2 separate regions of the Rattus norvegicus genome follow, and region 1 is linked to region 2. A link is a contact called in public Hi-C data. All regions are on one chromosome and are shown on one strand. The core of a region is the stretch at or near the end of the contact, and the rest is flanking DNA. Distances in the headings are between cores, read along the strand shown.

Evidence for each region. A called contact is a pair of places that touch in the nucleus more often than the background predicts.
Region 1: a Hi-C map of liver shows a contact between it and region 2, with 3 times the contacts expected there. The contact joins the promoter of Crebzf here to the promoter of Eed in region 2. A contact is called at or near these places in 2 of 12 Hi-C or Micro-C datasets (the Rat2 cell line and liver) and 1 of 1 datasets of contacts at active chromatin or transcription factors (oligodendrocytes).

The regions. Positions count from the first base shown.
Region 1 is chr1:153,828,415-153,831,608 of GRCr8, forward strand. It overlaps Crebzf (CREB/ATF bZIP transcription factor), which reads left to right and starts at 1,348. Exons shown (of 1, transcript NM_001271791.1): 1 at 1,348-3,194. The coding sequence starts at 1,866. The coding sequence ends at 2,933.
Region 2 is chr1:153,306,054-153,308,920 of GRCr8, forward strand. Eed (embryonic ectoderm development) reads right to left here and starts at 1,447. Exons shown (of 12, transcript NM_001106278.2): 1 at 911-1,447. The coding sequence starts at 1,024.

The sequences.
Region 1 (3,194 bases), core at 98-2,597, 520 kb after region 2:
GAACCGTGACAGGGCTTCCCTCACTTTGCGTGAATCTACCTACCTATTTGAAAAAATGCCCTGATTCATGACTTTCTTTTCTTCTGTAGCTTTTATGAAACTATTTCCAAGTTGGAATTTGTCATTCAGAGCATCCTGAATCATATGTTTCTGGGCCAAGGTCTATCTAGCACAAAAATAAACCCTTTCCTCTGTTGTCTTCTGGGAACAGGTGTTTTGTCTTGACATCACTTTCCCCGTGCGAACAGGTGGAGTGTGCTGTAAGGAATCAGGAAGCAGACAGCTGCCTGATGGGTGGCACATAGGGGAAGGGGCCACAGATAAATAATAAAGATCACCCCCTCGGGCTTCTTCCTCACCACTCTTACCTGTGACAAAGCCATGTAATTCCTTTTCTCTTGCCTAGTTGAAGCTGGTCCTGAAAATGTTTACTTGAAGATGTGGCTGGGCGTGTAGGTTCCTCTTTCTTTGCTTAAGTTCATCCATTCAAAATGGGAGGAGGAGGAGGGGGACAGATCCCAGTCCACCAAGAACACTAAACTCCCCAATCTCTGTGTGTGTGTTTCATTTTTAATAGCTGATTATGTTCGAGTTTTTCCTGCTTTTAGTTCTTTAATTAGCAGAGGCCAGCCTAAGACCCCATAGAAGCTACATCCATCCCCTGGACCCCTGCGCTAGCACTGGGGGGTGTGTGTGTCCCCACAAGCTCGAACGCATACTGACAGGAATCCTAATTCACATTGAACTTAATTAAAGCATGCTTTCATGCAATTTTATTCAGCAACTAACCTCCCTTCTCTCTCTAGTTCATCTGTACTTTCATTAGCTTTTTTTTGGAAAACAGGAGCTAAGGTGTGGTGTTTCGTTAAATTGTAGAGCATTTGTAAACGTTTCAGCTCTTAAATGCTGGATGAAACCAGAGAAACAGCACGAGCAATCCAGAACCACGGGTCCAGAATTTTATTAAAAATGAATTAAATTTTATTAAAAATGAAGTAGTGTTTTCTTCAAGACTTGGTCTTTTCAAAAAGTTGGTATTTTAAAAGGATAAGGATAAGGAACTGTTGTGGCTTGACAAAAGAAGAAAAAAAGCAGAAGAAAAACAGCAAAACAAGAGACCAATAAACAAACCAACCACTCCTGGCAAATCAGCTAATACTGCAGTGACCCTTGTTACAAAAACAAATAAATAAATGATAAAATAAAATTGGTCCGATGACAACAATAATAGCAGTAACAATGATCATTTTCTGAGACTAAGGACCTCTGAATGTCGCCCAGGGTTTAGTCCCTGACTGTGTTTCTCAGATTTGAAGATTAGCCTTTTGTTTTAGCAGGGACTATTTCCATAGTTGTTTTTCTTGCAGTCTAGAGAGAAACAGCAAAAAATAAAACTGCTCATAAAATAGCTTTTTATATAGGTGTGTCAAATATGTCTAGACTTCAAGTATTGGGTTGCGGAGATTGGTACTGGGTAGCACCGCTGCATGTGGGGGATAGAAACCTAGGTTTTATTGTTTTTGCCGCGGCTCCTATGACATCACCGCAGAGCAGGAGTTACTGCACCTCGAAAGCGCTCGGAATCTCGCGACACTCTGGCTGGAGAGAAGCGCGTTTTTGTGGGCGGGGTGGGGAGAGAGTAACTTCCGGCCAGGCCGCTGTTTGGGTGGCGCGGCCGACTCCTCTCGGGCCTCGCCGCTTCGCGCTTCCACTGCCTTCCCCCCCGCCTCGTGCGGGGGGTTGGGCGGCCGCGGGAGGCCACTCAGACCTTCCCGGCGCCTGTGGTCGGCCCGGCGCTGTGGCTCTGCGCGCGGGGGCCCGGGGTCTCAGGGGCTGCGGCCTACCCGGGCCCGCCGCTCAGCCTCATGAGGCACAGCCTGACCAAGCTGCTGGCAGCCTCGGGCCGCGACTTCCCGAGCCGCCGCGACAGCCAGGAGCCGCCCGCCACGCGCGCGCCTCCCCCGGACCCGACTGGGGCAGCCGCGGGGACGGAGACGTCAAGGCCCGGATCCCCTGACCGCGAGCAACCTCACGGGGACGGGGGCGAGCCGGAGGCCCGGAGGGGGAGTCGCGGCAGCGTGGCCGTGCGCGCGCCCGCGCCCTCGCCACTGAAGATGGAGGAGGAGGAGGAGGACGCGATCGCTATGGTCCCCAAAGAAGAGCAGGAGGACATGGACTTTCTCTCCGGGCTGGAGCTGGCCGATCTGCTGGACCCTCGGCAACCGGACTGGCACCTGGAGCCCGGGCTCAGCTCGCCCGGGCCCCTGTCCTCGTCCGGCGGAGGCTCGGATAGTGGTGGCCTATTGAGGGGGGACGACGACGACGAGACCGCGGCCGCAGAGATGCAGCGCTTTTCTGACTTGCTGCAGAGGCTGTTAAATGGCATCGGAGGCTGCAGCAGCGGCAGCGACCGCGGCGGCGGGGAAAAGAGGCGGAGAAAGTCTCCGGGAGGAGGCGGTGGCACCAACGACAACAACCAAGCGACGACTAAGAGTCCTCGGAAGGCGGCGGCGGCCGCTGCCCGACTTAATCGGCTCAAGAAGAAGGAGTATGTGATGGGGCTGGAGAGTCGAGTCCGGGGACTGGCAGCCGAGAACCAGGAGCTGCGGGCCGAGAATCGGGAGCTGGGCAAACGGGTGCAAGCACTGCAGGAGGAGAGTCGCTACCTACGGGCTGTCCTAGCCAACGAGACCGGACTGGCTCGCCTGCTGAGCCGGCTGAGCGGCGTGGGACTGCGGCTGACCACTTCACTCTTCAGAGACTCGCCCGCCGGTGACCATGACTACGCCCTGCCGGTTGGGAAGCAGCCTCAGGAGCTGCTGGAAGAGGACGACGCGGCGGGAGGAGTGTGTCTCCATGTGGACAAGGATAAGGTGTCGGTGGAGTTCTGCTCGGCGTGCGCTCGGAAGGCGTCGTCTTCTCTTAAAATGTAGGGTCAAGTAATCTGCTCTTTATCCGCGTTTACCCCTTTCTACACCCTTACACCATGTAAAACACCTTAGTGGGACATCTTCACCGGACGCATTTGAGAGGCGGAAAAAAAGTAATATTAAGTCTTTTAAGTGTTTAGCTAAAAGCATGAATGTGACACTGTAACCAACTCCTAATGATAACCTGTGACTATTAAATCTCTCTGACAGTTTCTTTTTTAGGTGATTTCCTTCCTGCCAGGCTCCGTTGTAGGGGTTACAGAA
Region 2 (2,867 bases), core at 197-2,696:
GAAAATAAAATGAACTTCCATTTAATTTTTTTCCCCTGACAAATTTCCTCATTATAAATAAATTTGACATTTTCATTAAATTCTGAGTAATTATGCGAAAGGCCAAAGCCTACCCTATCATAATATAAGTAATTATTAGAACACGTGTCTAGTACTTTTCACAACGCTTGCATATTATTTTTTACGGGGCAGCATTTCTCTAAGCACTATGACTTCACTTAATCTTCACACTTGGCTCAAATACAGACTTTACCACAGTGGCCTGAAATCTCCCAATCCCTTTACATTAAGCAAAAACTTTCAAATTGTTCCCTCACTTGCCTTAATCAAAGGTGGCTCCCCCTCCACTATCTTCTCGATCCTGCTCCTACTACAGAAAAGTCGACACTAAGGACCACAACACCGCACTTCCACGGAAAAGGGCACACATAACCACACGGTCACATAAACTCAAGCCAGAGATCTATATACTTTCCATCCTTAAGATTCCGTAGTGCTTTACAGTGACACAACCCCTCAAATCCTTAGGAGGACCCCTCCTACCAACTTTTCTGGGAAAACGGAATCTCTTACCTCCAGCATGCCTTTTAAACTAGTACAATCTCAGATTCGCAATCACCGTCAAGTCCCCCAAAGGAACAAACTCCCTCTCCCACGCAGGGATGATCTGAGCGGACCTCGCAGACCTTCAGGACCTTTAATCCGCTCCTCGCCAACTTTCTGCTTGCTATCAGTCGCAGTTCCACCTCGAATGCCCCAGACAAACTGGATTTCCCCGCACGCCTGCGTTCTCCCAAGCGCGGGGTGACACCTTTCCCTCCCCCCACGGCAGCCCGCCCGCCCCGACCGCAGTTACCAAAGAACCTGAAACTTCTACTCCACAGTCCCGGACAGGCGGGGCTGCACTCACATTCTCGTCTCCCGAGAGGTCCGGGTTGCTGTTCTCGTCGCTGCTCAACTTCTGCTTCTTGGCCGCCGGCATGTCTGTTCCCGCCGGCGCAGTCGACACTTCCCTCTCAGACATATTCCTCCGCCTCCCTCCAGGTTCTTGCCGCCTCGGGCGGGGCCTCCGCCACACCGCCGTCAAGCACGCCCGGCCGGAGCCTGCCGCAAAGCTGCCGGCACCGCCACCGCCGCCGCTCCCCCCACTGTCGCAAATCGCGCCCAGCCGCCGAGGCGGGCGTGCGTGCGACCCCGCCACACTGCTGAAAAAGGGGCGCGCGCGCGCGCGCCCTCCCGTACGGCTTCCTGGCTGCTTCCCGTCCCCTGGTCCCGGCGGGCGGTTTTCCCGCCGCCCTCTCGGCACTTTGCACCGAGGCGTCGGACCTGCTGGCTCAGAGGGCAGGGTTTCCTAGTCCCCCTTCCCCACCAGCGCCTAGAGAGGAGGCGGAACTCAAAGGGCTGCTCCCTCACCCCCTTCCTTGCCCAGACGTTTCGTCCGCAATTGGCTCAAACCTTCGATCTCCGACCCGCTGCAAACGAGCGAAAGTCTGTGGCCTGGATCAGACCACCACTGCCCCAGAGGGAGGGGGGAGAAACGAGAAGTCACCTCTTGTTTTAGGTGTCCGTGTCTAGAGTCCCTGATGCGGGGTTTGGAAGAACAACCGAGAGATAGTGTTCACGGAACGCATAACCTAGACTCTTTCTTGAAGGTAGAGATTTAAAATCTATAGGCAGTTTTCTGCTCGCCTCCCCCATCTGGCAAATGGAAGGTTCCAATCTGGAGGTGCGCATGCGCTGAGGCGTATTCTCGCGCTGGGTTACGGAGACCGTCCTCCTCTGGCCCCTCCTCTTCTCCGTTCTTATTTGCTGAACCAGGTAGTCCTTCCACCGGTTTCTGAAACCTTGGGGAGAATTTCAAAACCGTACCAAATCAGTGCCTACGGACACGCCTACGTTCTGGGCAGATGTTTTATCTAATAAATACTTAGTACAACGAGTGGTTATATTCAACCGGTTGGTGCCACTATTGGCTTAAGTAAACCTATATTTTAAATTACATTTTTAGATTTAAGTAAAAATACTTTGTGATGCATGATACATTCCAGTAATCCAACATCTGAAAGGCAACAACAGAGGTACTGCCCGATCGCCTCAATCTTTAGATCATCCCGGTCTGCAAAAGAAAGTCCGAGCCAATCAAAGGCTATCTTATTAAAAACCTGTTTGAGAAAAGTCTTAAACTTGTATGGATCAAACAGGGTATGGGGTCGCGTGCCTTTTATTCCAGCACTAGGGTGGCAAAGGTAGGTGGATTTCAGTGTGTTAGAGGGCAGTTTGGTCTACACAAGTAGTTCTGGTTCAGCCTGGGCTTCATTATAGACCCTTGTTTCCAAAAATAAGTAAAAATTACATGGTTCTGAATTGCCATGATTTATATTCGAAATGTTTTTAGCTGTTGAAAACTGAGGCTCTAGGAAACTGACAAGACCTATAAATCATTGTGAGCAACTGCTTGAGTTTGTGAGACTTAGGTAAAAGGCATATATATATATACATATATATATATATATACATACACATATATATATACACATATATATATGTGTGTGTGTGTGTGTGTAAGTAAATTGTTAGTTGAGTGACTGTATTTGCCTGTATCATATTAAAATTCTTTAATTTTTCACTTGTAGATTTTTTTTTAATGTATATGAAGAGTGTTTCACTTGTATGTCTGTCTGTGCCTCACATTTGTGCCTGGTATACAAAGTCAGAAGAGGATGTTGGATCCCTGGGACTAGAGTTACTAACAGCTGTAAGCCACCCTGTGGGTCCTCTAAAAGAGAGTAGCCAGTGATCTTAACCACTGAGCCATCTCACTAGCCCCCTCAGGTACAATCTTGATAGACAAGTAACAAATTTGTGAG